Linked DNA regions of Mus musculus: region 1 is linked to region 2. The links are chromatin contacts, called in public HiChIP or PLAC-seq maps. All regions are on one chromosome and are shown on one strand. Each heading gives the region's core, a stretch centred on a gene start, on an enhancer-like site or on the middle of the called end of the contact. The rest is flanking DNA. Distances are from core to core; before and after follow the strand shown. Region 1 has its middle 16 kb from the start of Gm9958. Region 2 overlaps Ankrd17 (ankyrin repeat domain 17).

Region 1 (7,013 bases), core at 1,802-4,301, 110 kb before region 2:
GCTCACAAGCACTTCTTTCTTTCTTTCTTTCTTTCTTTCTTTCTTTCTTTCTTTCTTTCTTTCTTTCTTTCTCTCTCTCTCTCTCTCTCTCTCTCTCTCTCTCTCTCTCTCTCTCTCTCTCTCCCTCCCTCCCTCCCTCCCTCCCTCCCTCCTTTCTTTCTCTCTCTCTCCCTCCCTCCCTCCCTCCCTCCCTCCCTCCCTCCCTCCCTCCCTCCTTTCTTTCTGAAACCAAATGCACACAGACAGTAAGAATGAACTCAGCAGGTTGTATTTATACATAATTAAACATTCACATATACACATCTATTCATGTGGATACGTAATAATAAAGAAAATGAAGCTATCACTGAGAGTTGTGGGGATCCTGGGAGGGGTTTGAGGGAGGAAAGGGAGCGAGGGAGGGATTATGATAATATTACATTAAAACATATTGAAGATTACCATCTTAAAATATATTTATTAATATAAAATAATATAAAGTCGGGCAGTGGTGGCTTTCGCCTTTAATCCCAGCACTTGGGAGGCAGAGGCAGGCAGATTTCTGAGTTCGAGTCCAGCCTGGTCTACAGAGTGAAATCCAGGGCAGCCAGGGCTACACAGACAAACCCAGTCTCAAAAAACCAAAACCAAAACCAAACCAAACCAAACCCTTTCGGTTTTTTTGTTTGTTTGTTTCTGTTTTTTGAGACATGGTTTCTCTACATAGCCCTGGCTGTCCTAGAACTCACTTTGTAGACCAGGCTGGCCTCAAACTCAGAAATCTGCCTGCCTCTGTCTCCTGAGTGCTGGGAATAAGGGCGCCACCATGCCCAGCCTTTCTTTCTTTTTTTATTAGATATTTTCTTTATTTACATTTCAAATGTTATTCCTTTTCCTAGTTTCCCCTCTGAAAATCCCCTATCCTCTCCCCTCTCCCACTGCTCCCCAATCCACCCACTCCTGCTTCCTGTCCCTGGGGCATAGAACCTTCCCAAAGCCAAGGGCCTCTCCTCCCATTGATGGCCTACTAGGCCATCCTCTGCTACATATGCAACTAGAGACACAAGTTCTGGAGGGTAATGGTTAGTTCATATTGTTGTTCCTCCTATAGAGTTACAGACACCGTTAGCTCCTTGAGTACTTTCTCTAGCTCCTCCATTGAGGACCCTGTGCTCTGTCCAATGGATGACGGTAAGCACACACTTCTGTATTTGCCAGGCACTGGCAGAGCCTCTCAGGAAACAGGTATATCAGGCTCCTGTCAAAAAAAATCTTGTTGGCATCTGCAATAGTGTCTGGGTTTGGTGGTTGTTTATGGGATGGATCCCAAGGTGGGGCAGTCTCTGGATGGTCATTCCTTTAGTCTCTGCTCCACACTTTGTCTCTGTAACACCTTCCATGGGTATCCTGTTTCCCCTTCTAAGAAGGATCGAAGTATCCACACTTTGGTTTTCCTTCTTGAGTTTTATATGTTTTGTAAATTGTATCTTGGGTATTCTGAGCTTCTGGGCTAATATCCACTTATCAGTGAGTGCATATCATGTGTGTTCTTTTGTGGTTTGGTTACCTTACTCAAGATAATATCCTCCAGACCCATCCATTTGTCTAATAATTTCATGAATTCATTGTTTTTAATAGCTGTGTAGTACTCCATTGTGTAAATGTACCACATTTTCTGTATCCATTTCTCTGTTGAGGGACATTTGGGTTCCTTCCAGCCTCTGGCTATTATAAATAAGGCTGCTATGAACATAGTGGAGCATGTGTCCCTATTACAAGTTGGAACATCTTCTGGGTATATGCCCAGGAGTGGTACTGCTGGATCTTCTGGTAGTACTATGTGCAGTTTTCTGAGGAACAGCCAAACTGATTTCCAGAGTGGTTGTACCAGCTCGCAATCCCACCAGCAATGGAGGAATGTTCCTCTTTCTCCACATCCTTGCCAGCATCTGCTGTCACCTGAGTTTTTGATCTTAGCCATTCTGACTGGTGTGAGGTGGAATCTCAAGGGTTGTCTTGATTTGCATTTCCCTGATGATTAAGGAGGTTGAACATTTTTTTTAGGTGCTTCTCAGCCATTCCTCAGTTAAGAATTCTTTGTTTACCTCTGTACCCCATTTTAATAGGGTTATTTGGTTTTCTGGAGGGGTTTATTTTATTGTATTTGGGTTTGTTGTTGTTGTTTGTTTGTTTGTTTGTAGAGACAGGATCTTACTGTGTATCTCTGGCTGTTCTGGAGCTCACTTACATAGACACTCCAACCACTCACTCTAGGCCCTGTTCTATTTTTGGGAAAGGGGATTGGATCTTCTATTCTGATCTTTTGCTTGGTATGTTGCCTTATGTGTCAGAATCATTCTGTTTTTGTCACTATGGCTCTGTAGAATACTTTGAGATTGGGTATTGCGATCCAGTGTTTTTTTTTCTGCTTAGGATTGTGTTAGCTATTTAGAGTTTCTGTGTTTCCATGTGAGTTTTGAAATTTGTTTCTAACTCTGTGAAAAAAAAATAAATGGCATTAGGACTTTAATGGGATTTCACTGAATCTGTAGTTAGCTTTTAGCTTATTTCATTATATTAATTCTGCCTATCCATGAACAAAGGAGAGCTTCTTACCTTCTAGTGTCTTCATTAATTTTTCTTTCAACATCTTAAAGTTTTCTGTGTAAAGAACTTTCACCTCCTTGGTTAAGTTTATTTCTAGGTATTTTTTTTATAACTAATGTGAGAGAGATTTTCTTCCTTCATTTTCTTAGAAAGAAAATGGTCACAGTTATAGAGTTGATAAGTCATATGTCTTAGTCATCAATCTTACAGGGAAATTAGCTGTATAGTAAAAGTTTTATGTACCCTTTTTTCAAATCAGAAAATATAGACACAATTCCCATTGGTTTTCTTTATGCATAGTACACCACTATCTTTGATACAAGCCAGATCCTGGAGGAGATCCAAAATGACTCAAAGCAGGTATGGACATCCCTGGATACAAAGTTTCTACCGTTTGTATAGCTGCCACCACCTGGCACCACACAAGTCTCCAATGTTGATACACAGTGAGTAAGCAAGCCTTCTACTAGAAGATCAGCTGATTTCAGTATCTAGCCACAAGTCCTTAAAATGTTTTTCCTGTACCTTTCACCAGTACTTGCCTTGTTTGACAAAGTATTTCCCACTCACCACTTCTTATCATTTTCTTGCATTTCCTTTTTGCAGATCAATAGACATGTCCTCTGTCTTCCAGACTTAAGTAAGGAGCTAAGAATGGCAGCCAAGTCTTACAGAGATATCTCCAGTAGGGGGCCACCTTCCCAGGGCCACAGTGGGTAGAGAGTAAAACTACATGCAACAGTCTCCGGATCACCTTTAGAAACATGTCTGAGCTTGTCCTCTGTTCTCTTACTTTAACTGTAAGCACTCTCTCCCTTGAAGACACAACCTTCCCTCAGCCCCTTTTAAGGGCAGAACTGTGGACAGGTAAGAAAGAAGGTTTTCTCTGATGACTTTCATTTTCTTAGCAAAGCTTGAGAGGTGAGCATTTTTATAAAGTGACTGGCTAGTTGAAGCATCCATAATTTGAGCAGTATTATAGTCTATCTCTAACCAATCAGTAAGCCTTATTAACTCACTTCTACATTTTACTTGAATTCCACCACTGCTACTGACCTCCCTGCTTAGGTAATGGTCTAAGACAGCATAGTATCTTTCTTGGATCTACCAAGTTAGCCTCCAGCTAGTAGACATGTGTCCTTTGGGCTACTTCCACAGAGGCAACTAACATCTTCAAAGCACAGATCATAGCATGCTCTGAAATACATCTCCTTCCCAGTGTACCTTTCTTTGAATAAAGATAGAAATCCTTACAATACCACTCTATGACTGTCCTTTTAATTCATTTTATGGTGTGTGTGTGTGTGTGTGTGTGTGTGTGTGTGTGTGTGTGTATGTTCTGCATGCATACTTGTGCCCCTGGAAGTCAGAAGGATAGCAGATCCCTTGGAGTGGTAGTTATAGGGGGTTGTAAGCCACATGACATTAGCCCTGGGATCTGAACTGTGATCTTCTGGCAGAGCAGTAAACACTCCAACTGGTGAGCCATTCTTCTAGGCCCTCTGATTAGCCTTTGCTTGCTTCTTAGACCCACCTGGCAACATGATCTCCATAGTTCTCTGAAGTAGTGAGAATAACAACCTCTTTTCATTCTTTGGCACTGGCATGATTTAAGCTTTAGGCACATCAGGGCCCAGGCCTGATTTTGTTCACTGTTGTATCAAGTTCTAGTCCCATAATTAGTACATACATGGTAGGTTCTCAATAAGTGTCTCTTGAATACCTGAAAAATTTAGCTCACTACTCTTGAAGATGAAGAAGATGATTCAGACTCTGTGATTCCACTCACAGCAGCTACCCAGTGCTCAGGACTGTTCCTTAATCTATACAATAATGAGTTGCTTGATTTGTAAAACAGAAACTCTTCACTTTGAGGATAGATATAGATATAGATATAGATATCCTAGATTTATTGTAATAGCTCTAGCTCTTCACTAGGAATCCAGTGCCTTTGCAACCTACTCTGAATACTGAAGAGAAGCAAAAAACAAACAACAACAACAACAACAAAAAAACCCCAAGAATCAATCAAACAAACAAAAACAGTGAGCAGTGATCTGGACTTTGCCATTGCATCTATGAGAATGGTATTAATAAAGTAAAACTATATGAATAACTACTGATGAGAATCTTCATGTACGGCCCACTGATTTTGAGAGAGTCAGTGTGGCTCCTGACCAGAGGTGGGTGCTGCCTCCTTGCAGAATCGTAAAAATAAAGTGCTTTGGAGTGAGAGTGACCATTGGTACATTTTTTGAGCAAGCCAAGAATCAAAAACAGGAAACCAAATACTGCCAAGTCTAGTGAAAAGGACAAGAGCACAGCTATAGATCTGGAGTGGAGCCAGAGGCAGACTCCAGATGTCTGCAGGCTCAGTGAGTGCGAACATGGAAGGAGGAGGCCCATGAATAGTAATCCTTACGAGAAGACCATAGCAGTCAAGTGCCTGGGTGACGTGCCAGGTCTTGCTAACTTACAGCACACAATTGGAACACAAACTCCCCTTTCTGATTTCCTTTCTCATATATATTTTCTGGATATGAGAAAAATTATATTTGCATTTTTGTTTTCCCATTATATACCCCCAGTTCCTTTAGACCACTCCAACTCCTCTTATATTAATATATATTCCTGTCTAGACTCTGGATATTAGGAGAAAAGTGGGATTTGCCTTTCTGGGTTTGGCTTGTTTTGCCTAGCACAGTTATCTCTAGTTCTAGACATTTTCCTAGAAATGACATCATTCTATCTTTGCTTAGAGCTGAATAAACTTCCACTGTGTATCCATCCATCTCTTGAAAGACATCTAGGCTCATTTCTTACCTTAGCTATTGTGACTAGAGTAAAAATAAATATGTAAGAGTGTAAAAGGAGAGAGAGAGAGAGAGAGAGAAGAGAAGAGAAGAGAAGAGAAGAGAAGAGAAGAGAAGAGAAGAGAAGAGAAGAGAAGAGAAGAGAAGAGAGACGGAGGGGGGAAATGAGATGAGAGAGAGAATGTGTGTGTGTGTGTGTGTGTGTGAGAGAGAGAGAGAGAGAGAGAGAGAGAGAGAGAGAGAGAGAGAATGAGAAAGAGAGAAAGAGAGAGAGAAATTGAGAGAGATTGAGAGACTCTTTCCAAAGAGAATGTAAGAATGTCCAGGGGAAACCCTGGAAAATCTAATCGTGTTCTCTAACCGGTTCCCTAGAATCAGACCTACATAGTCACTACTGACTTCTGTGTAATATGGACAGCTTCAGGCTGTCTGGCCCCTCACTTGTAGAGCATTAAGTGCTCTAGATTGATTATGGTCTTTCCTTATTGTCTGCTTGCATGGACTCAGCTCATGACTTGCCATTGTCTCCTGGTCTTTTCTCCAACCTCCAACACTGACTCTTCACATCGACAACATTTCAACCACTTGACCTTTATACATTTTCTTCAGTCAATCACTTGTCCCTAACTTGTGCTTCATTTTTCTTCTAAAAGTTTCAGATTAATCTACCCGATTAATTACATCTGGATCTGGTAAACTTCATTGCCTGGTATGCTGCCTAACTTGTCCCAAACCTTCCGATAGTAGCAAAAATGGGAACTATATTTATTTAAATACACTCATTATCTGCAAACTTAGCTAACATTTTCTATTTGTCAGCTTGGATTTCACTAAATTCATCTTAAGTTTCTAGAGGAGTGGATTGGTTCTATATCCATTCTTTAGTCCTTATGACTATTTTATATAAGTGAATTGTAAATGAAGTATGTATAAATATCAACATTTAATTTCAGATGAAGTCTTCATAGAATGTTACATGCAACTAGATCCCATTCAAATAAATTAACTAAATTCCTATATTATCTTCACAAACATATTCTTTCAAAATGACATTTTAGGGGTTGGTTTGGTTTGGTTTGGTTTTGGTAATATGTGTTGGATTTTTTATGCACAGAAATTTTACAACTTGCAGGAGCCTCAGAAATTATTCAGTATATTATAGCATCTCAATGTCAGTGTTGATTTTAAAGGTTAAGGGCAAGCATAAAATCATCATGCTATGTTTTGAATACTGTGTGTGCTTGTCTAGAGAAGTTTCATGTCTTGAGCTGCTCCCTGGCCTTAAAGAATACTGGGAGGTATGATTTTAAAAGGTGAGACACAGTGAGAGATTTGTGGGTTAACCCAAAGTCCTTGGAAACACTTGTGACAGCCCAGAGCTCCCATGGCTTCCAGTTCTGTGATGTGATTTCTTGTTACCATACATGTCCCTAGTACAACCCAATCAGCTGTGATGTGTTATCGCCAACAGGGCTGTCATTATAGGTTAAACTGCCTGGAGCGTGGAGTTGTCTGGTCTCAAAATCTGTGAGCCATAAACCTCTTTCCTTTCAAAAGTTAGCCTCTGCTAGGCTTTTCATTACAGTAAGGAAATCTAACTAATATATACAACTT
Region 2 (7,086 bases), core at 4,244-6,743:
AAGTTCCTGGTGACCCAGTGCCTTCTTCAGGCCTCTGAGGGCACCAGGCAGTAATGTGGCACACATAGATGTAGGCAAAACACACATAGAATAAATGAATCTGAAATGAATGAATGAATGAATGAATGAATAAATAAATAAGTAAATAAATAAATTGTTTTGTAAATCCCTGTCTGGTTTCTACATTGAGCCTTTAAAAAACGTGTTGCACTTTTGCCTAACATGACATAAGTTTGCTATTTGTGCTTATCTAGAGATAGAAAAAATCTTTGCACATTAGAAAACAAACAGAACAGATAAAATGATAATTATTACACTTCTTCCTGATTTAGTTATTGAAATTGATTTAGAAATTTTGCTTCTGTGTCAAGGAGGTACATCAATATAAAAGTTAAATTCTTTTTTTAAAAAAAATATAATCTCTAAAAACACTTAATACTAGAATAAAAATCCCATCAACTCTAATGTTAATAGGTAATTTGTATGACCAAAATGTGCTGAACACACAAATGATCTTCTGAGTACTACCAAACTAAAGAGCTACTATGAGAGATTGAACATTCTCAAATGGGATAAAATGTCCAGGTTTCTTTTAATTAGTACTATTCAGAGGTAGAGGTCCTGACCTTGATTTCTAGCACAAACTAGGCAAAAGGCTTTATGAAGTTGTAAATAAAATTTGGAGATTAAAGTGCAGTACTCACAAATTATTTCTTGTTTCTATGAAATCTGATTGACTCTTGTAGACATGGAGGTAAAAGAAAGAACTAGTAGTTTTGCTCACGGTTTGTAAACGCTTGTATTAGCCTCTTTGCTGTCATATGTACATTATGTATGTCTGAACTTCTTGCCTTTATTTTTAAACTGCTATGGACTTTTCTCAAGTTAGAAGTAATATGAGAAGAAATAATTTTTATAATGTATCCATTATTTCCATCTATTTACTATCTCTTCAAAGGTGTAGATATGGGCTAGGACTATGGCCTAGGTGGTAGAGTACGGCCTAGCACACAAAGAATACTGGGTTTCACACCCTAGCACCATATTAATAAACCTGTTATGATGATCTATACCTCAAATTCCAGCACACAGGTTGAATCAGGAAAATCAAACGTTCAGTGTCATCCATTAGTACAGAGCATGTTTGAGGCCAGCCTGGGTTACATAAACTATGAAGTTTAACTTGGCTTAACATCAAGACTCAAATTATAGCTGGATGTGAATTATAGTGGGGCATAACAGCACATGCCTGTGATCCTTAGACTTTGAAGGTTGGGGATTATCTCAAGTTGTAGGTAAGTCTAGAGTTCAAAATGTTACGGACAGTGTTCCTCCCCCAATTCCTAAAGAGATAAAACACAGCTGTAAAGTGTATGTCATTGTCTTTTACCTCAATTGCCTAAGTCTTAGGTAGATGGGTTTTTTGCTTGTTTTTTCTGTTACTCTGCATTTTGTAATCTAGAGAAGAGTTTCACTAGAGTGATAGAAATACCTGAGGAGGCAATACTGTGCATTAAAGTCTTCTACTGTGTTCTGGGAAATCTGAGGCAGAGGGATTGGGAGTTGGAGCCTGGCATGTATTAACAAGACTCTGTCTCAACAACAACAACAACAAAATAGTTTAATTTAAAATTGTGGCTTGTATTAGTTGGAGAGACTCTGGGTTTAGCACTTGCTGTTTTTGCAGAATACCTATCACCCATGTGGCAGCTCATACCTGCCTCTAACTCAGGTTCTGGGAGAACTCATACCCTTTCTTAGCCCCTTCAGCACACAGACAGAGAGGTCCTGAGGGCAGCCTACATTCATTCTGTCCCTGCTTCATAAGAATTGTGCTTAGAAAAGCAGTTCATTAAAATTAAGTTTAAATTTGGTGATTTTTCTCATCTATTTGATACCTTAAAATGTTAGTTTAGTTAAACTTGCACATGATTTAGCTGTATCAGGAGATGAAATATTTGAAATTGTGAAGGTTTTCTTTATGCAGGTATTTAAAAGTACTTAGGTCTTTCGGTCCTTCCTGGTTTTAAATGTAAATATTTAGAAATAATAGGCTTATTATTAAATAATCGAGGCTAGCCTGGTCTACAGAGTGAGTTCCAGGACAACCAGGGCTATACAGAGAAACCCTGTCTCGAAAAAAAAAACAAAAAACAAAACAAAAAAAGAATAGGTTTGCTTCCTATACTAGATTTTTAAAAATTTGTATAATAATTAGCTTATTGAAGGTTTCATTTTCCTACAATACTCTCATGTTTTGTACTCCTTTGAATTAAGTCATGTGTATGGTTGTATCACCTAGTCATATAAATAGTAAAGGTGTTTGTCTGTTTTATTCATTGTTTTTGAGAGTTTCTCACTGTATATCGTTGGCTATCCTAGAACTCATTATATAGATCAGACTGGCCTCCAACTCAAACATTCACCAACCAGTACCCAAATCTCTGAGAGCTGTTACCATGCCTGGTTTTTAATACATGCACGCACATACAAACACACGGCGTTATTTTTCTTTCCTTTTTCTTTCTTCTTCTTCTTTTTTTTTTCTTTTCCCTATGCTTGAGATTTTACCTTAGGTACTTGAAATAATGCAGTACCTGTTTGGCCAGTATATAGTGTGAAGTCCGTAAAGGATCCTGACCTCTCAGGCACGCTTTCTTTCTTTTTTTGCACTGTAAATCATTGTTAAAATTCCAGTTTGTATTAATGGAGTATAAAAGCAAGATGATATCAATTGGAAATTGTGCACTTTGTGGGATAGAAGCAGTCTTCAGAACTTTACAGTTCTTATGTTATCTTCAAATCTTAGTCCCTTTAAGTTATTAATGAGAGAAATAAAACAGAGTGGGCCTCCTCCTCCTTTTAACTAACTTCAATTCCCTAAAAAATTTGACAACTCTCCTTACTCAGCTTTAAAATTTTTTTGATTTTTCAAAATAAATAGTTCTAGGTGTTTTTTTAAAATAGCTTTTACTTTAATTACTTTAAATTAAATTAAATAGTCATTGACAAGATCCTGCGGAATCCTCTACTTATCAACCTAACATGGAACAGAGCACTTGGGGGAAATGATGCTTAAAATTAATATTAAATATATGTTTTATGATGAGGGAAATATGTTTTGTTGATCACCTATTTTTTCATGCTTGTCTTTTTCATATTTTATATATTTTATATTTTCTATATATTTTTCTGCATTTAAGTGGGACATTGCTATTATAAATTACTCTCCAGAAGAATTTTTACACCTCATAACCTAAACCTATCTGTAGATTGCATATAAATACAGAGACTGTGGGTAGGGTAGGACAGGTATTTTTAACAGTCTCAGAATACTTGTAGATTTTCTTTGTGATACGGTTTGATATATAGAGTGTCCTTCTTTAAAAGCCCATCTTTAGTAGACAGTTTAATGTGGCCATCAAAATCTGAGTTTCTGTTTCCTTTTTTCTGAAATAAGACACAGTTTCTTTTCTTTCCATTTTTTTTTTAATGTAAAACATGAAATGAAGAGCATATACTGAAACAGAACTGTGACTCATTGACGTTTCATGTCCTTCTCCATTGTTGTAGTTGGTGCGTCTCTCCCTTGTGGCCACCCCTGATCTCTGCAGTCAGTGGCTGTGTCTCTGCCAGCTCTTCTGCAGAGCATCTATTGTGGCTCCCTCTCCATCACTGACTAATAGGATTTTTCTCATTTCTTGACTCTTGATCAGTTACACTTTTTGTCTTGTTTTTAGTTTTTTTGTAATGGAATTTGGCACTTATAGTTACTAGGAGGCTTTTATTATGTAAATATTAGTGTAGAAGAACATAAATATTTTATATAAATCTGTATTAGTAAGTCTTTGGTTATGTGACTTTTTTACAGCTATTGTCATTCATTGAACATTCCATTGATGTTTCCTGAACAAAAAAGAGAAAACAGCATAAGTTCCTTAGCTTTTTAAGAGTTCCATGGGCACCAAGTCTTTAATCCCTATGCATGCACAGATCTCTGAATTCAATGCTAGTCTGGACTATATATAGTGAGAGCCTCTCAAAAACAAGCATAACAAAGACAATTTTTTAAATCATCTGTGGATAGATAAACACTATGGTAATAGAATATAAACATCTTTTAAGATGAAATGGAGCTAGCCTGATACAGTTGCATATGACAGTGATTCTACTCTTACTGAGTTCAGGTGGGATTGTGAGTTCCCAGGCCAGCTTTAGCTACATAGCAAGACAAATGTCAGAACAAAGAAACCACAAAGGAAAGTAGAGACACATAATTTAGAACATTTTTAATTACTGTGTTAAAAAACAAGAAGAGCCATGCATGATGACACATAGCTTTAATCTCAGTACTCAGGAAGCAAGTCGTGTCTGTCTTCAGAGTGAGGCCAGTCCCCCAAAGAAAACCCACCATAATACATTGGGAGGCAGAGGCAGGCAGATCTCTGTAAGTTCAAGACCAGCCCTGTTTACATATAGAGTTCCAAGAGAGGACTACATAGACCCTGTCTCAAAGCATGACTTAAAGGATTGCAAAGCACATGGTCAGTTTATCACCTGAGAATGGTTTTCGTATTGAAAGACCCCATTACAGAGGCTCCTCTTACCCAGTTTGTGAGCTTGTCAGACTTCTCAATTTTATACATGGATTTCTTTTGGAAATACTTTTATTTATATTTAAATCCAACTACATAGTGGAAAAAGTACATTCACATCTTCATTTTTTTCAGACTACCTAAAACATTTTGCAATGTTTTAGTCAGACTGGTTAAGTTAAAAAATGCTTTGCAAACCGAACCAGGCAGTTTTCTGAGTTTGAGGCCAACCTGAGTCACAAAGAATATTCCAGGCCCCCAAGAGCTATAGTAAGACCCTATCTCAAAAGCCAGGTACAGTGGCATTCAGCTGTATTCACAGCATTCATAAGTGAGTAAGATCCTGTCTCAAAAAGAAAAAAAAAGGGTTGTGAATCTGTTAGTATTCACACATTACTCCAGAAGTTAATAGCATGATTAGCCTTCAGTTTTCAAAATACAGTGTGTTTCACGTGTTTTATCTCTTAAAGAATTTAGGGCCTTTATTTACAATTAGGTTACTTGAAAACAATTGTTTTGGGTTTTTTTCTTTTTCAAAGCAGAGTTTCTTTGTGGAACTGGCTCTGCCTCTGCCTCCCAAGCACTGGGATTAAAGGCATGTGAAACTATGCCTGCTACATTCTTTAAATTTTAAGGCTTTTAGCTTGGGGTGGTTTGTGGCAGGGAAGGGGATGTCAAAACAACCAACTTGGTCTCTGTATGGAGGAGTCTTCATCTTGTATGCTGTAAATTTTTCTGCTCTAACTAGTAGTCCTCTATTCCTAACCTTTTGTTCCCATTCTCAATGTTATACCTGATCTTTTCTGCTGGTTTTTCGTTCTCGATGATTATTTCCTCATGTACACAGGCTAGTGAAAATCGCCTGAAGCCATCAGAAGAATTCTCTGCTGATCTTCAGAGCACTCTCTCTGTAGTCCTTTCCTCTTTAGACTCTATTTTCAGCTAGGCTCTGGCTACCTGCCATTCCTACATTTGCATTTCTCCGCATTTTTTCCTTTGGAACCACCTATCTACCCATATCTCAACTAGTGTGTATGTGAAGGTTTGTGCATGTATGCACGTCTATATATGTGTGTGTATATTTTATATATGTATAACATATGTATATATATATAGCATATAAATTATAGACCAGGTATGGTGACACCGCTCTATAAATTCTAATAGTAAAGAGGCAGAGGATAAAGGAAGGAATGATAAAAGTTCAAAACCAACCTAGTACAGTGATGTTCCATCTCAAAAATTTAAACAATGTTATTTAAAAATAGTGAATATAATGTTTTAGTAGCCTTTGTACTATGTAAGTCACTGAAGCTAGCATATGGAAGAGGCTTCTAATTTCAGCACTCCAGTGGTGATGATCGCAATGAAAAAGAGTTCAAGGTCATCCTGAACTAAGGCAAATCTGAGCTATGAAGTTTCAGAATCACCACCCTAAAAGAAAAACAAACCATAGTTTGGCTAGTCATTGATAGAAGAGTTGTTAGTAAACCACATAGCATCCTAGTACTTGAGGAGGCCTGAGGCAGGATATTGTACATTCCAACCTAGCATGGACCACAGATTTTGATGTCCTCACATAATAGAGTGGTACATATGTATCTTTGTGCTTCTCATTAACACTGGAAAGTATTCAGATAAACTAAACTGATCTCTTTTTTTTTTTTTTAACAGACTGAGAGTAATCATGATACTGCACTAACACTTGCCTGTGCTGGTGGCCATGAGGAACTGGTACAAACACTACTAGAGAGAGGAGCTAGTATTGAACATCGAGACAAGAAAGGTAGCCCTTATTTTTGTCAGTTTTTCTTTATGGAATGTTTATAGAAACTATGTATTTATCAACAGCTTATAGCCAAGTATTGGTGCTTAGGTGTATTGGAAAAGAGTTGTTACTGGTTCTTTGCTTAACATATAGTAAGATGATCTTTTTCTTTCCCCAGGTTTTACTCCACTCATCTTGGCTGCTACAGCTGGTCATGTTGGTGTTGTAGAGATATTGCTGGACAATGGTGCAGACATTGAAGCCCAGTCAGAAAGAACCAAGGACACACCACTGTCCTTGGCTTGTTCTGGGGGCAGGCAGGAGGTAACTTTTCTCTTTAGCAAATATGAACTCATATATTTGTTTTCCATATAGGAAAATATTTGCCTGATTTATTGAAATTACTGTATAGGAATACGGTTAATACAATGTTCCGAGAAAAGTCATATATTGTATAGGGGAAACAGGTTAAATACACCAGTTATACTATCTTTTTGGAGTCACAACTTTCCAGTTTTAGATTTAGAAATTGCCCTGTCATCCATGTAGTTTCCTGTTCAGTGTAAAAGGCTTGTTGAGCCCGCCTGAGGACTCCAGATCTCCAGGCAGGAGGGGAGAGAGGCTTTCTGAAGTTTTCCTTTGACCTCCCCCGTTCTCGCTGCTGCACATGCTCACACACAACACAAATTCTATCCAATGTTAAATCTAGACGGTGTTACAATT

Evidence for each region. HiChIP or PLAC-seq counts read pairs in DNA pulled down with a chosen protein or histone mark.
Region 1: a contact with region 2 is called in an H3K27ac HiChIP or PLAC-seq map of trophoblast stem cells, with 11 read pairs. The contact joins two enhancer-like sites. A contact is called at or near these places in 1 of 115 datasets of contacts at active chromatin or transcription factors (trophoblast stem cells) and 2 of 9 other capture datasets (adipose tissue and liver).

What each region holds. Positions count from the first base shown.
Region 1 is chr5:90,379,584-90,386,596 of GRCm38.p6, reverse strand. No RefSeq gene overlaps it. Among named protein-coding and RNA genes, the nearest start is that of Gm9958, 16 kb to the right of the region's middle. Within about 2 kb of position 3,051, at least 33 of the 459 cell types and tissues checked have an H3K27ac peak or open chromatin away from gene starts, as enhancers often do. A contact at or near this core is called in trophoblast stem cells, where this site is marked.
Region 2 is chr5:90,267,933-90,275,018 of GRCm38.p6, reverse strand. Ankrd17 (ankyrin repeat domain 17) reads left to right here. Exons shown (of 34, transcript NM_030886.2): 17 at 6,270-6,381; 18 at 6,542-6,687. Among named protein-coding and RNA genes, the nearest start is that of Cox18, 47 kb to the right of the region's middle. Within about 2 kb of position 5,493, at least 3 of the 459 cell types and tissues checked have an H3K27ac peak or open chromatin away from gene starts, as enhancers often do. A contact at or near this core is called in trophoblast stem cells, where this site is marked.